3 separate regions of the Mus musculus genome follow, and regions 1 and 3 are each linked to region 2. The links are chromatin contacts, called in public HiCAR-type and promoter capture Hi-C maps. All regions are on one chromosome and are shown on one strand. The core of a region is the stretch at or near the end of the contact, and the rest is flanking DNA. Distances in the headings are between cores, read along the strand shown.

What was found. Promoter capture Hi-C pulls out the DNA fragments that hold promoters and counts their contacts. HiCAR-type assays count read pairs that join an accessible place to other places.
Region 1: a contact with region 2 is called in a HiCAR-type map of astrocytes, with 5 times the contacts expected there. The contact joins the promoter of Ccni here to the promoter of Mrpl1 in region 2. A contact is called at or near these places in 9 of 39 promoter capture datasets (the 3T3-L1 cell line, 3T3-L1-derived adipocytes, the SN4741 cell line and 6 more) and 1 of 115 datasets of contacts at active chromatin or transcription factors (astrocytes).
Region 3: a contact with region 2 is called in a promoter capture Hi-C map of liver, with 3 times the contacts expected there. The contact joins the promoter of Sowahb here to the promoter of Mrpl1 in region 2. A contact is called at or near these places in 2 of 39 promoter capture datasets (frontonasal cranial neural crest and liver).

Annotation. Positions count from the first base shown.
Region 1 is chr5:93,204,693-93,208,578 of GRCm38.p6, forward strand. Ccni (cyclin I) reads right to left here and starts at 1,803. Exons shown (of 7, transcript NM_017367.3): 1 at 1,222-1,803. It overlaps 2010109A12Rik (RIKEN cDNA 2010109A12 gene), which reads left to right and starts at 1,826. Exons shown (of 3, transcript NM_029363.1): 1 at 1,826-2,031; 2 at 3,407-3,502. The coding sequence starts at 1,988.
Region 2 is chr5:96,207,632-96,211,513 of GRCm38.p6, forward strand. It overlaps Mrpl1 (mitochondrial ribosomal protein L1), which reads left to right and starts at 2,484. Exons shown (of 9, transcript NM_053158.3): 1 at 2,484-2,562. The coding sequence starts at 2,532.
Region 3 is chr5:93,042,228-93,046,374 of GRCm38.p6, forward strand. Sowahb (sosondowah ankyrin repeat domain family member B) reads right to left here and starts at 2,795. Exons shown (of 1, transcript NM_175270.4): 1 at 1-2,795. The coding sequence starts at 2,631. The coding sequence ends at 349.

The DNA.
Region 1 (3,886 bases), core at 553-3,052, 3.0 Mb before region 2:
AATTGTGCAGAAACACACTACCCTGCCTTTCTGTATCCATACTTGGACATAATCCTGCCTTTGTATGTAATTACTGTCATGACCATTGCTAGACCTGCTTTCTCAACTAATCATGAGTATCTTTACCACTAACAGTTTCCAAACTTTAGCACTGTACCTCCCTGCCCCCCAAATCACAGCTTACCCTTGTCAGGTGCTTATCAATAGCCCTCAATGCTTTGCTACTACTTGGCTAGCTATTGTTCATATTACTCTAAGTAATCCTTGTTTAACCCTATGATGGTGGAATTACTAAATCCATTTAAAAGATGAACAAACACACAGGTAGGTTGAATACTCTTAATTTTTAAGAATTACTTGACCAGAATAAACAAATACTCTTGGCTTTTAACCTAACCCTTTTTTTAACCCCTTTTAAGACAGGGTACATACATATATGTATGTGTGTGTATGTCTCCATCCCTAGCTGTCCAGAAAGTTTCTAGGTTTACCAGGCTGCTGTTCAAACACTCAATGGCTCTTCACTGACAAAGTGAAACGTAAGTATTTTACTTTGCTATTCTAAGACCTTCAGTTGATCCATTTACCTCGTTGATCTATTTACCTCACACTTTCCACGAATTTACTACACAATGTTCAACTTCTGCCTAAATGACCTGCGGTGGAGCAGGCTAACTCTGCAGAGAGCATTTAGCTCTTGCAAAATTCGGCATTTTTCTGTCCTTTATGATGCAACTCAGTTCCCTCACCTCTCTAGTTTCCTCCACCGGCCCAAGCCCTAGACGACGTTACACTCCCGCGCGCGGTGTGTGGGTGGCGGGGGGGGGGGGGGGTAGGGCAGAGGAAGATAACTATTGGCTTGACATTCACAATACTCTGCCCGGTAAATTATGTTCGGTGGTCACGAGGGATCGGTGGCTTCTGTGGGTGGGGGTGTGTCACCTTCTTTATTAGCACTGGCTCGCGGAGCCTGGAACTGGCACCCCAGTCGGTGACGGGCTGTGGCTACAAGTTACTTGGGGACCAAAAAAAAAAAAAAAAAAGAAAAAAAGGCCGGGCTCAAAGGAAACCCACGCAGCGCTGCCAGAGACGGCGAGGGGGTCCCCGAGGTGCCCAGGAAAGGTTCGCCGAGGGGACCGGTCCTCGGGGGAGCGGCGCGCGCCCCCGCGAGCTCCCACTCCAGCGGCGCGCACGGCGACCGCGCCGCGCCCCCGCCCTCACCTTCTTCTTCTCCTCCTCTTCCTCCTCCTCCTCCTCCCCGGCAGAGCTGTAGGCCTCACAGTGGTGACGCGGGGTCATCCGGGGGCCCGTTACCACCTCATGATCCTCGGCGCGCGGCAGCGGGGCGCGCGGGACCAGGGCCGGGCCGTCTGAGGAGGGAGAAGAGGGCAAACCGGGCCGGCGGGCGCGGGTACTCGGGCGGGACGCACGGCTGCGGCCGAGGGGTCACTCAGCGAACTAGTTCCATGATGACCCTGGGCCCGAGGCCGCCGCCGCCGGTCCCGCTCCTCCGACCGCCGCCGCTGGTGCCCGGGTGAGGAGGGGGCGCCCTCTCGCCATAGGGCGGCGGGGGCCGGGGAGAGGCGCGGGGTGAGGCCGGCTCTGCCCCTGCCCGAGGGAAACGCCTCCGAGGGGAAATGGTGGAAGGGGGGAAGGGGAAAAAAGAAAAGAAAAGGAAGGGGAAAGGGGGAGAAAATAAGAAAAAGCGAGACAGAGGCGCTGGCGCGTCCGCTCGCGGGGGAAGGCTGGGGAGGGAGGAGCGTACGAAAAAGCGCCGGCCGCCTAGCCCCGCCCTCGCGGACTGATTTCGGCCGCGCGTGTCTGTAAACAACGCCAGTGTTCTCGTCTCTTCCTGGCCACCTCCGGTGTCCCACGGACGCATAGGAGAGTTTGAACAAAGACGAACTTCCGTGTCTTATGGACGCACAGGAGAGTTTGAACAAAGACGAGCTTCCGGAGACGACCTGGGGAAGGCGCTGGGACTGGGATGAAAAGGGAAAGTGCATTTTGTGTGCACAAAGAGAAGGAAAGGTGCGCGGACTCTTTTTCCTCGGGCGCGCGGAAGAACCCCCGCCGCCTGTTCGGTGACGTAAGAGGCTTGTTAGCCGAGGAGGCGTGCAGTGGCCGGAGAGTGTGCTGCGCATGCGCCTCTGGAAAGAAAGGAGCCTAGCCTCAGGGAAGGGTTTCTGGGTGAGCGCCTGCGCCCAACCTAGAGTCTCCCAGTGTTTCCCAGCCCAACTTGTCCTTAGCCCTCCTGAACGAATTTATTAGACGTGGATGGAGATCTTTTGTGTAAAGATCACATTCTTTGTTGACCTTACGCAAAATTATGTTGTCCCGTTCCTATTAGTGAGTAAGGACATGCATCTTTTTAACCATCCTGTGGGTGATGGGAGACTGAAGCACTTTAGAATTAAGAAAATTAAGGGGATCATATCCTGCGTGCTTAAGGCTACTTGTAAAAACAGTGGATTAGACTACTGACGGCTTGGCTGTGCGCCAATGGAATTCTAGTCATGAGCCAGTATGTCTAGTATTTCAGGGTCCTGTTTATCACTAACTAGGTCCTTAACGAATGTGAACTAAATGTGTTTTATTTACTTGAGTACTTTTTACTCCAGTTGGTAAATTTTGCAAATCTTACAATGGTTCTACTTATGAAAAGAATGCAGATAGCTTTGGGAAGAAGGGGAGACCTGGAACTTAACCATTTACCTAGTCAAGCATTCATTTTACATCACTGGAAAAAAACAAAAACAAAAACAAAAAAAAAACCCGATCAGGTTTTTACAGAACTGGAATTAGCTTGAAAACAAAAGGCTCCTGTCTTCAAGGAGTTTGCAACTCAGGCACAGAGATACCCATTGATCACTGTATGAAATTACCCAAAAGACTGTTTTACTCTATAGCCATCCCCTCCCCATATGAACTCATGGATGGCCTGGATCTTGTATAGTTTGTTTTATACTGCATTTCTGTATGTGAAAGGCTCTCAGTATTTGATTTCTGACCTCATAAACAAGTGTCAGTAGCAGAAGGATTAAGATGGAAAATTTCAGACCAGTGTGGAAACGCCTTTAACCTGCTCTGGGCTCTCAGTAAAGGTTTCTCTGAGGAAGTGACATTTAAGATGAGTCTTGAAACCACTGGGCAAAGAAAAATATAGGCACAGGAAGCAACATATGGAAAGCACTGAAGCTTACATTGCCTCTGAGACTCAAGGGGCAGAAAGCTGAGGTCAGAGAGGATTCTATAGGGCACAGCGGGGCTCAGGAAGCACTGGAGGGTTTTAAGTAGGTTCTACGTGTGCCTGCATTTCCCACCCCCATCTAGTCTTTTTCTGTATTGTTACACGTTCTTTTTTTTTTTTTTAATATGACCAACATTTTTTTTTCCTGGATAAAAGTCTCAAGAGTATGGCCTTTCTGCATAACTTATCGTGGCACAACTATTGTGACACCGTGGAATCGTTTCTGCCTCTCATTTCTTCAAGGAAGACTGGGTAAGAGTGTAGCACAGCAGTAGTGGCCGTGTGTATGTGTGTGTGTGTGTGAATTCATATATATGGGAGCTGGATAGATGATTCATTAGTTAAGGGCAAGTACAAGACCCAAGTTACAGTGGCTCACAGTGATTCACTCCTAGTCATCTGATCCCCTCTTCTGAACTCCATCGGGACCTGCAGTACGCAGGTGCATAGCTCCCATGCACATATATACACATAATTAAAAATAAAATATGCATTCTTAAAAAGAAGTTCTATGTGGATGGTCACAGAAGCATTGTTCATAAGAGGTAAAAGATAAAGCAACAGAAAGTGGTTTCTCAGCTGCCTGGTGTTACGTGTATATCTCCATATCTTACCGTGGATTAAATGGCCACTAGC
Region 2 (3,882 bases), core at 1,234-3,733:
TCATCATAGCTGGGGAAACACATAGCAGAGTGGCTTGTGCCATGACCAAAAGCAAGCAGCAAGAAGCCAGCACTCAGCTGCCAGCTGCCTTTCTCTCATGTCCCCTTTGTTCTGTCAGAGCTCACAGGGCTCACAGCCCACAGGACAGTGCTACCCACATTCAGGATGGGTTTCCCCCACTAATTAATTCTCTCTAGAAATAATATCATTACCGAAATACCCAGAGGTATTCCTCAATCTCCTACATAATTCTAAATCCAGTCACGATGATAATGAAGTCATGATCATTATAATGGAGTGCCTATTTCAGAGTATCTTTTAATTTATAGTTTTTCTAAAGTCTTAAGCTAATGAATATCATCTATCTATCTGCAAATATCTGAACTCTGGATCTTACTGGTTGAATGCCATCAGATTCTGGTGACCAAAGCAGGCAATAAGGTACATTGAACTTATACAGGACATTGTTTTAATAATAATACTGTTGTAAGCTTATTACATTTTGTGAGTTCTGACTGGATGGTTGTGTTCTCATGGTAGGCATTTTCAGGTGAGGACCAACTGACTCCAGCTGTGGAGATGAATCTAAGAGCCAGCAACAGGAGAATTTGTGTATATTCTTAGACGGAGTTAACTTTAAGTATCATGAGGTGACTGCCAGTTTTCCAGCTCCCTCTTATCTATGCATCTAAGCACAAGGTTTGGTACTTAGTAGTTGCTCAGGTATGTGTGAAAAGAGCATAGAAGGAAAAGAGGACAAGCAGAAACAAAGTTATCAAAGTAGAGTCAAGTTCTAAGGTTTTCTTTACTTTTTTTTAAACAGTCGCAGAGCTTTTGAAGTAACTGCTTACATGTTAACAAGAACAGTCTATAAGTAACAATCTTATTCATTTAGATGGCTACTAGGTATAAATATAAAAATAAAGCTTCTGGAAAATTCCAGCTTTGATGAGGTCCATCTTCTGTGAGTAGCTTCAGGAAGCCAAGTTTTGCAGGCTTGAAATTCTTATCAAGTCACTAATTCATATAAGCATGGATTCATTTTTTTTTTTTTTTCAACGTTTACTGCAGACCTTCCTTCCGGTCTGACGCTGTGTGTAGTATGTGCTGAGGTTACAAAAATGAACGACATGATTGCTGCCCACAAAGAGCTCAAAGAGATGGGGAGATACATTGTGACAGCTGCACAGCTCTGTGTGCTCAACCCCCCACTAAATTGTACACTTAGGTTGGTAAATTGTATTATATAGAATAATAGGTCTCAGAATTGTTTCAAATAAATAAAAAAATTACTAATTCTGTTTATTACATAAAACCAGGAAGAAGTGGCCATAATTCAGTCCTGGAAGTATGAAAGGAGACTGCCAACAATGAGCAGAGTCTGAATTTAAATCTTAAGGGGAAAAAATACTGTTAATGTGTTGCATAATAATTCAAACAAAAGCCAGAGAGGAAAAATGTCACAGAGGTGAGAAATGTGTCTTCTGCCCTCCCTTCATCCCTCCCTCCCTCCCTCTCTTTGTGTGTGTGTGTTATGTGTACACTCGCATGTGTGTTAGGAAGGTTGTTGGTTGAGGAGGTAGGCAGAGGCCCGTAAGTGAGCCTTTGGAAATGGCCAATTACTGGAGGAGTTTATTCTTATGAATTAATTCCTGACCAGACTTGGTTTAGAGAAACCACACGGGCAGCTGAGACATAACGGATGTTTTTTTTTTGGGGGGGGGGGGGGTAGGGGGTAGGAAGGGGTCAGAATAACCTGTGCACTGGTCTCTAATTGGCTACGTAGAACAAAAACAAAAACAGACAAACTCCAAAAACCAAAACAAAACCCTAGACGTGTTTCGAAAACTCCAAGCAGTGTACTGCTCCTTAGGTCTGATCAGCACAGCTTGCCAGCAGCCGGAAACCAAAAAGCAGACGGATGAAAGATTAAGGTTTGCTCAAAGGGGGGTGGAAGGGGGTGAGAGAGTGGGACCTCCTGGCCCGCCTTGGGTGGAGGCGAAGTTTGATGGATTCTGTTTTCTCTTTGCTATGAAGAAGATTGAACTCAGAGGCGCGCACACGCTAGCTCCGCGCACGGTCGCCTAGCAATATTCATTTAAAGAAAAACCGAATCTTAAGAAGGCCAAGAGTATAGCGAAGGAAGCTGGGGACACTTCAGCTTTCTCAAGACTTTAGTCAGAGAACCAGGTTCCCTCTATTTAAATGACCGTTCGGAGTACATCTGCAGGGTCCAAAATTAAAAATAAGAAGGAATGAATAATTAATTACAGAGTTTTCAACAAAGCCATTCCCCACCCCCGCCCCGAAGGTTGATAAACCTTTGAACCCGAGCCACGAAAGGCAGTCTCAGACAGGGAACCGACAGGAACCTCGCCACGAGGGCACTGAAGCCAGGTCGTCCCCGCCCTGCTCTTCTGCTCCTACCAACTCCTTCCCCCTTTGCCAGCTTCCGCGCGGAACCCTTTTTCGCATTTCCGTGCAGTTGAAACCCGGGACCCACTTCGTCAGCACAATCCGGAACAGTCAACATGGCGGCGGCCGTAAGGTGCCTCCGTAGAGGTAAGAGGAGCAGTGTTCTTGCGTGGAAAGTAAATCTAGAGCCAAGTTTCCTGTTGCAGCGGAATCCATGGCAGAATCTCGTAGGCACCGGTCAGCTTCTCGGTCCTCGAAATGCTTCCGTGATCTTCTGGGCTCCACAGCCCAGAGGGTCATCAGTGCTTAAAAGCGACACTTAACGCAAGGGTTCTCTCTTGGAGCAGGTCATTTTGAGGATGAAATGGGAGCGGAAATACATTGGCAGTACTTATAGTCAGGGGTGAGGAGTACAAGGCAAGATTCTGTTGTGTGTGTGGGATAGCGGGCGTGTTCAGTTTGATAAGCGAGCCCTGAAGGGAAAGGTGGTATATGAAGTGATTTACATCTGTAAATATCTGAACCTTGGCGTGTTTATGAATAAAGGCGATTCCAGTTAGTAAATTTACAGAGGCTATCGTGTTTATCATTTGGAGACTAATTCTGTAGTGTTTTGTATAGCCATGTCTGAGCACGTTAGACATGGCTAATAGGAATTCACAGTGCCATATACACTATAAGATCTTTTTCATGTGTATGTGTACTTGGTCTATGTATACATGTTCACATGTGTGTGAGTGCATATGTATGTGTGCCCATGGAGGCTCTCTTCTGCCAGCCAGTATCCAGGCTGTTTCCAGAGGCAGAGTTTGTCACTGGACCTGGAGCTTGCGGATCCCACTGTCTCCAGTGAAGCCCCTGGAGGTGGGAGGTGTTGCACTGTGTTTACCCAGCTTTTATGTGGCTGCCAGGAATCTGAATTTCACCCCTCATGCTTGCACAGTAAGAGCTCCGTCACCTCTCATATGAAATTGATCTTTACTTTTAAAATGCAATCAACTCCCCCTCTTCTTTGACCTTGCAGCCCTTCTCCTTCCTCTATTTATTGTGTCTTGTCTCCCCACTGGCCAGGAACATAAGCTTCATAACCTTCCTTATTCCAGTGCTTGTAAAACAATGGTACTTAGACCATCCAGTTTACAAACTGCATCTCCACAATAAAAGTAGACACTGCTTTCTTGATTAAGTTTTGCTAAAAAACAAAAACAATTTGAGACAGGGTTAGGCTCCCATGTGTTGGGACAGGCATCTCCAGCATGCCCATTATTAAAAGTATTGCCTGTTGCATTGAACAGTATAATTTAGTGCTTTGTTTCACATGCTAGTGTAACCTTTTTGTGGTTGCAGATTATAATAGGTCTACTGAGCACTCTTTAAGTAGTGCTAATATGGAATTCTATAATGTGTTTTAAATTGATGTATCCTTGCTTACTAATAAGGTAATACTACTCAGTGGACAGCTTTCAC
Region 3 (4,147 bases), core at 1,545-4,044, 3.2 Mb before region 2:
CTTTCTAGTAAGGCCTGGCTGGCACTGCCTCAGAAAATACTGTGCCTTCCTGTGCCCTGACCCCTGGCTGGCTCAGGAGAGAGAGGAACCCTTCGCAGGCTTGAGTGCCTGGATCAGCTTTGGTCCACATTTCACAGTCCAAACATATGAGCCTTCAAGAAATTGAGATGACCCTTGAGGACACCATTTCACTGCTCCTCAATCTTTATCAACTCCTAACAGTTTCTGTTTCCCTTGGGTTCTCTCCACCTACTTAGTAGCTTGGGGAGTGTGTGTGTGTGTGTGTGTGTGTGTGTGTGTGTGTGTGTGCGCGCGCATGCGTGCGCCTCTTGGAGAAAAAAGCCCACCTCAGTCACTATACTCTTCTCTCTCCTTTGAGGTGTGGATTTTCTCATATTGGCTGGCCAATTTCCATTTGTTGTGCTGAGTTTTGAGCAAAGCAGCCAAGGAAGTCTTCCGGGTGACATTTCTAGACACTTCCCGGCTCTTGACCTTCCTGGCTGGGGAAGAGCTTTGGACTAAGGAATAGACAGGGAAGATAGGTTTGCCCCGGGGTGCACCCAGGAGCTGCCACGTTTCCCCAGAGACGTTACTGTTCAGATACTGCCATGGCTTCTTGCCACTGCAGTCCCGAATGTTCACCCGAGAAGCCAGTCTTTGCACTAGCAATTTGATGACTCCCTGGTGCCCGTGAATAGCTGCAAGGTGCAGTGGGGTATAGCCACAACTGGACCTCACATTTACATCTAGTGCAATGCCCGCCTTCTGGGCTCCAGAGACCAAATCCTGAAGGGCACACAGGTCACCATGCTTTGCTATCCAGTGCAAGGCTGTGTACCCAGTCAGGAAGTCTCTGTGCAAAGCCAGCTGGGGGTCCTCCCAGAACAAAGTCAGCACGTGAAGCCAGGAACCACTGGCAAGCCTCACAATCCACTCATGCTCCCTGGTGTCTAGAGGGACAAGGGGGGACCTGTGCTCAGAAGGTCTGTGGGGTATCAAGGCTGCAGATCCATCCCTGCTTGGGATCCATGAAGAGTGTGGCTGACTGGCCACAGCATTAGCATCTGCCAATTTCTGTACCAAAACAGCATCCACCCTTGGGCTGGGCAGGGCTCCTGCCTTGGAAGGTTTCCTGGACCGAGGTGGGCGCCGACTCCTTTTCCACAAGTCCTCATCAGGATGCTCCTCGTCTGAGGAAGAAGGAGATTTGGTTCTTCCTGTTCGAGAGCTCCTCCTGACAGACCTTCGGAACTTGAGGGCAGGGAAGGGCTCTTGGGGGTGGTCTCCAAGGCTTTTAGCCACTGTTGGGACCTTCCGAAAACTGGGCGCATTCCCTCTATATCCGAGGTCCCGCCGGATCAGGCAAGGGCTGTCGTTTGGTGGCAAAAACAGATCCTCAACTGGATCCCTGAGCTCCCCCCAGGAGGAAGTTCTCAAGACAGGTTGCAGCCCCTCTTCGGGGGTTCCGGGAGATTCTTTGGGTCCACTGCTGCTCTCCTCACTTCCATGGCTCTCTTGCTCCACAAAGTCATTCAGATCCTGGAGGGACAGCTGACAACGAATGCTTCGAAAGACGGTAGATGGAGCGTTCCCTGGCCAGGATTCTGAGGACTCATCGAGAACCACGGGAAGGAGAGAATGAAAAGACAGAGCGGGCTCTGGCAGCGCCGAGCTGGTCTCCGAGACCCCAAAGGCGGTTTCTGAAGGTAGCTGGAGGAAGTTGTCTGGCAACACCGACCAGGCGCGAGTGGGCGCCTGGATCTCGGGCTCAGGCACCTGCAGGTATCTGGCTACCCACTCTTGAGTGCGCTGGTGCTGTTGCTGCAGCTGCTGGGTTGAATGGTTCGGGGAGCCGGCGGTAAACAGCTCCAGTGGCTCTCTGGAGGGCGCCGGGTGGGGCGGGAGAGCAGGCGGGGACGTCGGGCTGCCAGCAGCCTCGACGGCGGTCGGAGGCCAGACAGGCGGTACAGATCCAGGCGCGTGCTCGGCGGCCTCTCCTTCCCTCAGCCACCCCGGAGCTCCGAGGTCATCCCGGGCAGGTGCAGCGCGCTCCGGCTTCTCGCAGGCGACTGCAGGGTCTCCGAGATCTTCTGGCAGCGGCTGTCCGGTGGACTGTCCCCAGCCGTTCTGCTGGCACTCCCAGCAGCAGCGTCCTCGCGTCCCCACAGCCGCACACCTGCCTCTGGCTTGAGCAGCCTCTGGCTCCGGTGTCCTCTGGTTCGGGCTGTCCTCCGGGCTGGGGTCTGGCCCGGCCACCTTCTGCGCGCTGCCACCTACGTCCACCTGGGTCCCCGCACCTGCCGGCGGCTTCTGCGGCTCCGGGTCACGGCGGCGGTGGCCCCGCGGCTTTCCATCTACAGGGCCCGGTCGCTGCAGGCCCTCCTCCCCCAGTAGGTCCCTGTACCTCCTCTTGAGCACCACGTACTTGGTGCCGTCGGGGTCCTGGCGCACTGCGGCCACCGAGTTCACGAAGCCCTTGAAGCGCTCGCGACGCTCCTGCAGCTGGCCTGGAGACACGTGAGGGTCGCGCAGGAAGCTCTTGAAGTGGCTCAGCAGCTCTGCGTTACGCACTCGGCCCCCGGCCTGGCACAGAAAGTCCAGCAGTGCCTCCTGGCTCAGCTCTCCGGCCATCGCTGCTGGGTCCTTAGTCCCTGGGGCGGCTGCGTCTCGAGCTCCCAGCGCACTTCCCCTTCGACCGAAACCCAGGCCTGGAGAGTGTCACCTGCGCCCAGGGTGGCGCCACCCGCCTCCATCAGCCGCGGAGGCCGGCGCCGCCCGCATCCCCAGGGCGCTCCAGGAGGGCCGAGGGTCCCTAGGGGCGGGTGCCCAGGCAGAGTCCCCGCGCGCAACCCTGGTGGCAGGGGGCGGCTCCTGGGCCGCCCCTGAACGACGCTGGCCTGTCGCAGCGAGTCCCCGCAGCGAAAGTTCCCGGGATAGGTCGGAGTCGGTTTCACCTGCGCTCTGGCTACGCCTCCTCCTGGGCTCTGGGGGAAGGGCTCAGCCCGCCTCCAGTACCTCCGCCTTCTGAAGTATCCCCCAACCCCCGCCACCCGTCCGGGGTGAGTCAGGCTGGTCACAGTCGCGGGCAGCGTGGGAGGTGAGGCCGAGGGCGAACTGAGCCGGAGGGGAACAGCTCTCCCGGGCGCGCAGCTACCCCGAGGCCTGGGAGATGTCAGGCAGGTAGGCGACTGGCTGTCCCTCAGAGTGCCCGCCAGGCTAGAAACTAAAGCAGAGGGAGGTCGACTAGGTCCCTCTCTCCCCGCGGCACGAGTTACAGCTAGAGTCTTCACGGGTCAGGGTCCAATAGATTGGCTCCCCGCTGTTTCTCTTTATTAGCTCGGTCTGGGGAGGGGCTCGGGGTTCCCAATTGCAGAATCCGGCGGGATCCGGAAAAAAAAAACCCACCGAGATCCAAACCAAATCTCTTTTAGTTTGTCGATAACAAGATACTGAGAAGGCGGCTCCCAGGACATTCTCTTCAAGGAGTTCAGACACACCTGCCTAAGTCTGTACTGAGAGCGAAATCACTCTGAAAGCTACAGACGAAGGTTGGGTTTTGCCTTTCATTTTCCGGCATCATTGTCTTATATTACAATGCTCAGTGCCAGAGGTGTTGGGGGAGGATTCGCTATCAGAGAGGTCATTTCCTAGGAAGCCAAAATCCAGAGGAATTATCTCCTTAGCTAAGGTATTTGATACCCAGAGTTATTTTTTTTTAATTTAGTCTAAGATTTGTGAAGAGAAGAGATTCGCTCCATCTGTTTCATGTTGACTTCTTTGTGAAGTCTTTGCTTTGAGAATGCAAGTTTTCCTCCACACATTTAAAATGTTGAAATCGCGACGAGGATTTGATTCCACCCCAGGAAAGGGGACGCTAGACTCTCTTGGTCTGTTGAAGGGCTGCTGAGTCCACCCTGATTCAAGTTTTTCTTTAGCCCCCTTTGAAGAGGGAAGAGTTAAGCCACAGCAGCACACTTCATCCATAAAGCCCTACATTTCTGTCTGGTCTGGGTGACTCTCTTTCTTCTTTATCTTGAGTTGATTTGCATACTGTCAACAGTACCTATCTCTTGTAGCCTCAAGCCCCTTTGTCTTCTGCACAGCCTCGTTGCAGCCTTCCCTCCCCACCTTCCCTAACAGCCACCCC